Linked DNA regions of Mus musculus: all the other regions are linked to region 2. The links are chromatin contacts, called in public promoter capture Hi-C maps. All regions are on one chromosome and are shown on one strand. The core of a region is the stretch at or near the end of the contact, and the rest is flanking DNA. Distances in the headings are between cores, read along the strand shown.

Region 1 (3,059 bases), core at 20-2,519, 260 kb before region 2:
AACTGTAGTAGAGGGTCCAAAGCATTAGGAAGGCTGAGTGCCACTGAAATAGCATTTACTAAACATAGCTCAGCTGCACAAAAGCTAGGCGACACAAACAATATAATCTGCAGTCAACTAAAGTTACAAACCTGGGGACATGGAGCCTGGACACTCAAGAGAAATATCATAGCATTTCTATTATTAAAAAGCTGGCATCTACCGGGCGGTGGTGGCGCACGCCTTTAATCCCAGCACTCGGGAGGCAGAGGCAGGCGGATTTCTGAGTTCAAGGCCAGCCTGGCCTACAGAGTGAGTTCCAAGACAGCCAGGGTTATACAGAGAAACCCTGTCTCGAAAAAAACAAAACAAAACAAAACAAAACAAAACAAAACAAAAAAAAGCTGGCATCTAATTTGTGGGGGTGACTTTCTTTTTTGGTTAGGTATTCCTTGAATGTGTACCTAGTGAAAGTGTTTATACCTCGGTTGTACAGACTAGTTTAGCTAACATGCCCCCCAAAAAAATGTGCAAAGTCAGTAACTGTTGAAAATGTTGCAAGACATTCCACAACGAACAAATTTAAATCAGTTTATCTTTTTCTGGAAGACGACTTGAAATCTGACCAGGGCTATTAATGTTCAGTACCACAAACAATAACACAGGGAAAAAAAAAAAAAAAAAGACCGCAAAACCACAAGGGGTCGAGTAGGGAAACCAACTACAAGAGTTAGGGGGTAGATGGTCGCTCCTGTTCACTAGGAGACTGCCTAGAGTAAGGAACCAAGGAGCAAATAAATGTCTTTGCATAAGTCTATGTACAGTCCCCTGAGCATTTTCAGTGACAAGAGACCTAGTCTCCCGCAGCAAGTCGCCGAACAGCACACCCGATCCGCGTGGGGCGGATCTCCAGGGCACTGTGGCCGACTTCACGCCCCCATCCCATAGGCAGGTAGTTGACCCCACGCCAGACTTCACAGACCCTTCAATAAAGACGCTGAAGGGGACTTTAATCACGAAGAAGGTCGCACCTGTCTAAGGACCTGCCCATCCTCTCCCACCTTCGTTCCCCGCGGTCACCCGGGGACAGAGGCGAGAGAGAGAGGGTCGAGTCAGGACGCCGCCAGCTGAAGGCCAGGAAGGCGCCAAGCAGGCCCCAGAGGGACCAGGAAGGAACAGAGCCCAGAAGATGGCGTTCTGCCGGCGCCGCGCCGGGGCGGGGCGAGCCACGCCTCCCACAATGCTCTACGGCACCCTTCTTCCGGCTGTGGGCCGCGGGGTGGTCTCCGGCTGCGGCCGGAAACGAGTTAAGCCGCTCTCAGCGAGCGCCGCCTGCACTTCCGGGGACGTGAGCCTAGCTTCCCTGTAGGCGGCGCGGGAGGGAGAAGTTTGCAGGGCCGTGCTGGGAAGATCACCTCCGCTCCCAATGTGAGCAGTTTCCCGAACGCTCTTTCGGAGAAGGTTTCCCAGAGAGGTGGTGGACGGGAACATGAGGCGGCGTCTCCTCATCCTGACCACTTTGGTGCCTTTCGTCCTGGCACCCCGACCTCCGGAGGAAGCAGGCTCTGGCTCCCATCCGCGACTTGGTAAAGAGTTCGGGGAGCAAACTGACTTATCTGACCCCAGAGTGATTGGAGGGACGCGCCGGGGTGCTAGGGGCGGGATATTGGGCTCCCGTGGCGCGTCCCGAAGTTTTCAAGTGAAGGAAGGGGGGTGTGGCTCTCGGTGTTTAGAGAGAGAAAAAGAGATGGGCTTGTCTCTCAGTGAGGAGGGAAATCCTGGAGGGGTCTCCCATAGGGACCGAGGGCCTGGGACGGGCAAGTTCTCCCAGGTTTATTTCTGGAATATTTAGAAAAGAGGTGTTGGCACATGGATGGTTCGTTTGTGGAGTGTGAGATTTGGTCGAGGTCCTTTACTTGCTAACAAGTGAATCTAAGGTGTTAGGTGTTTCTGCTGAAAGCAAGACCCTGGGAAGAAAGGACAGTCCCAAAGCTCTCCACCACTTGTTGGCTCTCAGAGGCTAACTTGAAGTTATATGTAGGAGGTACTGAATGCAGTACCTGGTTGGAAGGTGGCGACTGATGTAGTTTCATTTGCATTTTTCGACTGTATTTGGAATCTTGCATTGGATTTCGAGATCATCCGTCTTGTTGGAGAGGTGCTTAGCTGAGAGAGCGAGGCTCAAACTTCCAAGCCAATTCTTGAATTGGCTTGTCAAGATGAATGTTTTCCTTGCAATTTTTAACAGATCACCAGGGATAACCCATTTAAATTGCCTAGAAACTTAGGGTTTCTACTTTAATTTTTTTAGAGATTGGATTTTAAGGAAAGGCATGCTTTAGAAGTTTTGAATTGAAATTGGCGATAGGCAATTTACTCGCTATCCTAGGATCCTTTAGCTTGCAAAAGTGGCTAAGACATTTCAGTTAATCAGTAACAAAGTGTCAAATAGTTTTGATGATAGGGAACTTAGCAAGTGTCTTAGAATCTTTTAGCTTGCAAATGTTGCCATCTAAGGCATTTCAGCTAATCAATAACAAAGTGTGAAACAGCGTGTTCCCAATTGTGTGAAGTTACGATCATGTCATTATAGTATTTTATTATTCAGATTGAAACCCTATGGGTTTTTTTTTCTAAGATGTATGTATGTATGTATGTATGTATGTATGTATGTATGTATGTGAGTACACTGTAGCTGTCAGACACACCAGAAGAGGGCATCAGATCGCATTACAAATGGTTGTGAGCCACCACCATGTGGTTGCTGGGAATTGAACTCAGGACCTTTGGAAGAGCAGTTGGTGCTCTTAACTGCTGAGCCATCTCTCCAGCCCCGCCTCCCCCCCCCCCCCTTTCTTTTAAATGTCTGTTTTGAGACAGGGTCTCACTATGTATCTCTAGTTGGCCTGGAACTCACAATGCAGACCAGGCTGGTTTTGAACTCATAGAGATCTATCTACCTCTGACCCAAGAGGTGGATTAAAGACCTTGCACCATCACTCCCAGTCTTGTGTTGGTTTTTTTACCTTGTGTTTTCGTCTTATTTACTAAACAGGGTTGTGGTTGACTGGAGTAGACAC
Region 2 (3,170 bases), core at 307-2,806:
CTAATAGCGAATGCTTTGTTCAAGCAAGGGGAAAGGATGTAATGACATAGCTTAATTTAAAAGCTCTCCGAACACCAGCCTCTGACACAAGTATTTTAAAATATCTACCTCGATCTTAAAATTCTAAGCAAAAGAAATGTAGTCATCGGTTCACTACTGCTACACATGTGTGTCTCGTTCTCGTACCTATTGTGAGTCCAGCTGGACGCACATGGCCTACAGAGCCGAAAACACGAAACTCTAAATTCTGTTGGGGAGGTAAAGAAAATGATGTAAGTGAGGCTTTCCCAAGTCGCGGACAGCTGCGGTCCCTGGACTCACACAGCCTCTTCCAAGCCTGCTTCAATTTTCAACCCAAACTGCTTCCTTCTTGCAGTCCCTCTTCCCCGGGATCTGGAGAGCTCGCTGCTTAGCCACTCAATACAATGACTATGCATCTTGAAAGCCCTTACTAAAAGCAGGCCTTTTCCAGGTTAAGGGCAAAGGAGCTGACCATACTGTCAACAGGCACCACACAGGTAGCCCAGAGGCGGCCACCAAAGGCCTTTTGGATCTCAAAGCTCTGGTTCTCCACATCCCTCGACAGCGCTGCTCTGTGGCACGCAGTGGGAACTGCCAGGCCTCCCAAGATGGGATGGGCACCCGTGCCTAAGCAGCTTGGGGTCCCCTGGATCTGCTCTGCTTGTTGGCTCAGAAGCCACAGCTGCCCCCGCCGGGCTACTTCTGGAACAAGTTGGAGAGGTCCGCGCAGGGAGACCCATCTCTCCGGGGCCCGTAGAGCTCGCAGGGGTCCCCGGTTCGCAGCCGCCACAGACTCAGAGCCGAAGTTGACCTCTCCGAGGTGGGAGCAAAGGACCTGAAACCCTGCGAGGGAAATGGGAACAGACAGGAGCGTTCCCAAAAAAGGCCCAAGGTGGCCTAGCAGCCTCTCCCTAGAGCAGGGAACAAAGGGCTTCTGTGTCGGGCACTGCTGGCCCGGCTGCGTCCGGCTCTGGGGGACCAGAAACTTTTCCAGGGTGTGGGCGCAGGCGGAGGGCACTGGGTCTCGGGCACCAGGCGCGAAAGCCCAGCGGGTCCCCAGGACGCAGCGGGATTACCGCGACCCTAGCCTCCCGCCCGGCGCCAGCGATGCTACCGCTCACCTCCTCGATGGCCGCCACGGTGTTCCGGCACTGGGCCGTGCGCGTGGTGAAGCTAGAGGCCGTGGGCGCCTTGTAGTCCTCATGGGTCTCGGCCACGAATTCCGACACGGAGATCTGGTCCGGCATCGCTGCAACACCGGGGCGCGGACTGCCGCCGCCGCCTCAGTCGCCCAGGGCGCGGGCTCCGACCCCGCCGCAGCAGCCGCTCAGGGACACGGACAAAGAGGAGCGCGGGGCGCGGAAGCCGCCGCAGGGCGCGGGAGCCACCGCGGGACGCCCGGTGGCAGCAGGGGCGCGTGCAGCCCGCAGCTCTGCCCGCTGTGCTCCTGGAGCCGCAGCCGCCGCCGCCGCGTCCTCTTCGAGCGAGCCCAGACGCGGGCGCGCACAGCCGGCGGGAACAACCCGCCACCAAGCCGCTGGCCCGGACGCCTCCCGCGGAGAGGGGCGGGCCCGACTAGGGAGGGGGCGGTGGCCCGATGGGCGGGGCGGGGCGCAGGCCTGGCCGCCAATCGGGGCGCTCGCCGCCACTGCGCCGCCGAGAAGCTGAGGCCGCAGGAAGGAGGGCGATGTGCGCTCGGGACTGGTCAGCGGCTGTGTGCCGCCGCATTGTGTCTGCCTTCGGGACGTGCTGGGGTTCGAGGGCGCGCCCTTTCCCGGGCTGCGGTGCCGGCTCCCACCCCGCACCCGCCATGACCTCTAGCAACATTACCCAGAGGGCGTGGAGTGGAACCCGGGATACTGGCTTCCCGGCTGGAGGGGAGCCCACCCTTTTGCTCCCCAATTCCACCCTTGGCCTCGGAACCCCCTGAATTCCCCACCAGAACCTCAGGAAAGGGCCAGTGAGACAGTGTGGGTAGCTCGCCCCCTACAGGACAGTGAAATCCTCCAGGGCACTTTAGCGGGACAAGATGTAGGGACCATGTGTCTGTGCACCTTCTCACAGCCTCAAGAAGCCAAGAGTAAAGGCAGGTATTTTGCATAGGGAGGTGACCATGGTACAAGCCGAAGGGGAATTCAAACCCATGACCTTCGACTTGGAAGAATACTCCAACCCCTAGTAAGCATCTTGTTCCCTAAGCTTGTACATTTAGGGACACTCCCAGTTACTTGAAAACAGTTTTAGGGTGCTAGGCCAGGCTTCACCCTGAGGAAATCATAGAATGCACTGATTGATGTGCTGTCGGAAGTGAGGGATACCCAAGAGAACCAGAGGTAGAGCATGGTTGGGGGTGTGTGTGAGGTATTGTACCTGAAGGTTCTCAGAGAGTACTCCAACCCACAGCTGACTGATCACAGACACAACTGGGCCAATAAATCATTTGAATTAGGACATTTTCGTCTATAGCTCATTCAGAAATTCTCAGCTGTATTTTAAAAACCCAGAGGTTCTGAAGACACTAGTCAAAAATCACACCCTCTAACTCCCCGAGGCAAGAGGCACGGTTACTGCTGCTGCCAACAATACAGCCTAGAGAAACTTTACAAAAACCTTTTGTATGTCTGAAAAGGAGGGAATGTGAGGGACATTGTAAACCCAACATGGGAAATAAAAGTGGTCTCCTACTGCCATAGGACAGTAGACCAGTCAATCTTTTTAAGGCTCCCATGTACAAATCTGCTGTATGAGGTGGCAGCTGGGGTCAGACATTATGTATGGCTTCTGGTATTTTACCAGCACTGCGTGTGAATAAGTTCAGCCTTCAAAAATAGCTGCGCCAGTGGGTAGCTTTTATTCCTGCGCAAGGGAATAAATTGCAATCCCAAAACTCTGCAACTCTCTGCCACTTTCCACTGTTGTGAACATCTTTCCATTTAGTGTCTCAGGAGCACACCTATCTCAGCATGTATAACTCGAGGGTATTGTGTTATAGTACAGGCTCTCCTGCACAAAGCAATCTTCTGATCCCTCTGCCTCTCTTCCCACCTATAAGTCCTTTTGTTCTGCTCTGAAATTGAAGAATATTCCCTGTGACTTTTCAAGGTTTTATTTTTGGAGACCTGGTCTCTGTGATGCCTTGGGAAGTTAAA
Region 3 (3,177 bases), core at 526-3,025, 310 kb before region 2:
CTCTCTATGGGCTGGGTTTGCTGCTCTAATTTAGGGAATCTTGAAATCCACTGCTTATACAGAAGGCATTTTATCCGTTGGGATTTCTGTGTGTCCAGCTCCACCCCAACCCACAGGAACATAAACGCTCGTGTGTCTTGCAGCCTGGCCTTGGGGATTCCAGAAATAACACCGGGCCGTCCGCCGCTGCACTGGAGCATAGTAAGGCGTTTCTGTATTAAGACAGAGTAGAGTCACTTTCCAACCAGGCCTCTCCTGGTCAAAGCACAAAGCAACCTTTACAAGTTGGGTAGGGAGGGGCAGCTGGGAGGAGATCTGAATTTCTGGAAGCTTCGTCTCTTCCCCCCCCCCCCCCCATCTGTGCTCAGTGTCAGACCTTCCTTTCTGCAGTCTTCGGTCTGCTTGGTTCCGTTTAGCATTTGAATCCACTTTGCCTGTGGCAGTCACTGAAGTTCTTTGAACCCTTGAGGAACTACTGGAACTGGCATCTCTTCAGAGCCCAGGTGGCAGTTTCATTCTTTGAGTCCGGTAGGACAGCCACCTCACTAGGAATTGGATTGAGGGCTAGGAAATAAGGGAGCCTATTTAAAGGAGAAAAATGTTAGCTGTGACCCTGAATACATGGCATCTGGGGCAAATGCTCTCATTTCAGAAGGGTGTTTATTGTGCAGAGAAAAACATGAGATCTTCACAAATATATCAGGAGAAAAAAAACCCATCACACACAAAAAACAAAAGCATGCATACATGCTTTACAGAGTACAAAGGTGTGTGTGTTCGGGGCAGGGTGTACTTAGACATTAATGTGGAAAAGTAGTAAAGAAATGTTTAAGAAATATGCTTCCGGGGATCGGGTAGTCACAGCTGTGTTTGTTCAAATCGTGCTTAATGTCATTTCCCCGTTTTAAAGAAATGCTTACCTGACGCTGCCACGCAGTCCTGCCCAGATCTCCTGAATCTACCTTTCCATAAGGGAATTGCTGGCTTTCGGGTGCCTGTGTGAAAACTTGAATTAAGCCACTTTCTCTGGGAACGAATCCTTTTTTAATGGGGATCAGGATATTTCTAATTTGTAGCCGAAACAGGAAAATTGTAAGGGTTGCATTTTAATGTCTTGGGGATACAAACCTTTGTCAAGAACAGGAAGGTAGAAGAAAGGAAGGCGCTTGTGCATCAAAAGGGCTAATTATCTCACCCCTGCCAAGTCCAGCTGCAGCCGCAGCAGCTCGAGAGCTGCAACGCCCCATCTGCAGTGGTTGCTGCTACAGGACACGCGGTCGCAGCCTCGGAGGTCGAAAGCACCTCCGGTCCCGTGCCGCACCCAGGAGTGCCGGGCTGGCGGGGAGGATGAGGGGAGTTGGAAAAGCATCGCCATGGCAACAGTGACGTCCATTCACCCTGGATCTAATTGGAGGAAACCCCGTGGCCGAAGCCGCAGCCTGCGGGCCAACCGAACCTACCCGAGCCGACCCACCCTCGGAGCCTCCGCTTCGCTTCCCGCCCCGCCCCCTGGGCCCCCTTCCGCGCGCTCGCCCCTCATTGGACAGAGGAGAAGCTAGAGGCGGGACTCCTTGGGGAGGTGCAGCGTTCTATTGGTCGGTGGCGAGCTCGTCGGCTCCGTGCTAGGCTGAGACGGGAGGGTCCTCGGCTAAAGCCCAAAGCAGATCAAAGTGGTGGGACTCGCGTCGCGGCTGCGGAGACTAGAAGGTGAGTGCGGACACAGCTCTGGGACTGCGGCTGCAACAGCCGCCGCGAGGTACCGAGGCCGGGTTGGCGGAGCACGGTCCTCATATCTGCTAGGCTACCGCGCGCCTGAGGTTCGGGCTGGGACGGGAAGGTGCGGCACCAACGGCCGCTTCCATCTTGGGCCGGGTGGGGCCCGCGCTCCGGCCTTGGGGAGGCGCGGCGGGCGGGCCGGAGGGCGCGGGCGGAAGGCGGCGGCCCCGTGAGAGGCCGGAGGACGCGCCGCCTCGTGCGCTGAGACAAAGCGGGCGTCCGGCTGCATTGTCTGACGCGCTCTCTCCTCGCTCCTTTTTGTCCTCGCCGGCGCCGCCCCGCCCCGCCCCTCGCGGCTCTCAGGAGGACTCCGGATCCGGCTCGGCGCTCGCCCTCGCTCGCCATGGAGAAGACCGAGCTGATCCAGAAGGCCAAGCTGGCCGAGCAGGCCGAGCGCTACGACGACATGGCCACCTGCATGAAAGCCGTGACGGAGCAGGGCGCCGAGCTGTCCAACGAGGAGCGCAACCTGCTGTCGGTGGCCTACAAAAACGTGGTAGGGGGCCGCAGGTCCGCCTGGAGGGTCATCTCGAGCATTGAGCAGAAGACCGACACCTCTGACAAGAAGTTGCAGCTGATCAAGGACTATCGGGAGAAAGTGGAGTCGGAGCTGAGGTCCATCTGCACCACGGTCCTGGTGAGTTGGCGCCGGCATTAGTGAGGGAGTAGGGCGGCGGGAGCGACACCCCTTTTGTGTGGTGTTCCCGATGGGGAGAAACCTGTGGGATAGAGAGTTTGTGATTTGAGCCCCAGGCTTCCTTCTTACCTGTTTCAGAGCTTTCTCGGGGGTGGGTAACTCTTTTTTTCCCAAGCTCTGGGGTACAAAAACTTGGGGGGAGTAGCCGCGTAGGCTTGCACAAGACTGAAAAAGACCTATTTAACCTTGTGCCAGGAGAGTGGTCCTGAGATCTGTAAGTTCTTTCATGTCGTAGAAGGCATGGGGACTTTTACCATAGAGATGCTAGAATTTCCCCAGCCCCCCAAGATTTAGGAGTGAAAAATCTAGACATGTTTTATTTTTCATGTAAGAATATGTTGAGCCTTTCCTTGCTAAAGAGGTGTGGGGGTGGGTGGGTGGATGAGTTCACTGGATGAAAAGGATACAGATAATTTGAAGAATACCATGCCCTGGTCAAATTTCACTATTTAATAGTGTTTGTTTGTTTGTTTTCTATTTGTTGCCTCACTTTAGTCCGGTGTATGGAAATGAAAGCATTTCTGGTGTGGATGGGCAAGGAAGGCTTTCCAGGTTTTGCACTATCCAGTCCCAACCGGGATGTTAACTGCTATGATTCACCCTTATTAGAGGGGGCACTTTTAAATCTTGAGTCATTCATTGCCCAGATCTCTTATTCAATAAAGCAAGTTTCTAAAATTTAAATAGCATGCCATAGAGTGTCA

Evidence for each region. Capture Hi-C pulls out chosen DNA fragments and counts their contacts.
Region 1: a promoter capture Hi-C map of liver shows a contact between it and region 2. The contact joins the promoter of Adam17 here to the promoter of Asap2 in region 2. A contact is called at or near these places in 5 of 39 promoter capture datasets (cranial neural crest, frontonasal cranial neural crest, hippocampal neurons and 2 more), 5 of 115 datasets of contacts at active chromatin or transcription factors (bone marrow-derived dendritic cells, bone marrow-derived macrophages, embryonic stem cells and 2 more) and 3 of 9 other capture datasets (adipose tissue, embryonic stem cells and liver).
Region 3: a contact with region 2 is called in a promoter capture Hi-C map of adipose tissue. The contact joins the promoter of Ywhaq here to the promoter of Asap2 in region 2. A contact is called at or near these places in 9 of 39 promoter capture datasets (the C10 cell line, cranial neural crest, embryonic stem cells and 6 more), 1 of 484 Hi-C or Micro-C datasets (LSK cells), 4 of 115 datasets of contacts at active chromatin or transcription factors (bone marrow-derived macrophages, extraembryonic endoderm stem cells and pancreatic cancer cells) and 2 of 9 other capture datasets (adipose tissue and liver).

What each region holds. Positions count from the first base shown.
Region 1 is chr12:21,371,842-21,374,900 of GRCm38.p6, reverse strand. Adam17 (a disintegrin and metallopeptidase domain 17) reads left to right here and starts at 1,269. Exons shown (of 19, transcript NM_009615.6): 1 at 1,269-1,565. The coding sequence starts at 1,469.
Region 2 is chr12:21,110,142-21,113,311 of GRCm38.p6, reverse strand. It overlaps Asap2 (ArfGAP with SH3 domain, ankyrin repeat and PH domain 2), which reads right to left and starts at 1,556. Exons shown (of 29, transcript NM_001135192.1): 1 at 1,143-1,556. The coding sequence starts at 1,268.
Region 3 is chr12:21,416,034-21,419,210 of GRCm38.p6, reverse strand. Ywhaq (tyrosine 3-monooxygenase/tryptophan 5-monooxygenase activation protein theta) reads left to right here and starts at 1,775. Exons shown (of 5, transcript NM_011739.3): 1 at 1,775-2,413. The coding sequence starts at 2,120. Gm4419 (predicted gene 4419) reads right to left here and starts at 1,329. Exons shown (of 4, transcript NR_166748.1): 1 at 1,129-1,329; 2 at 921-995; 3 at 377-581.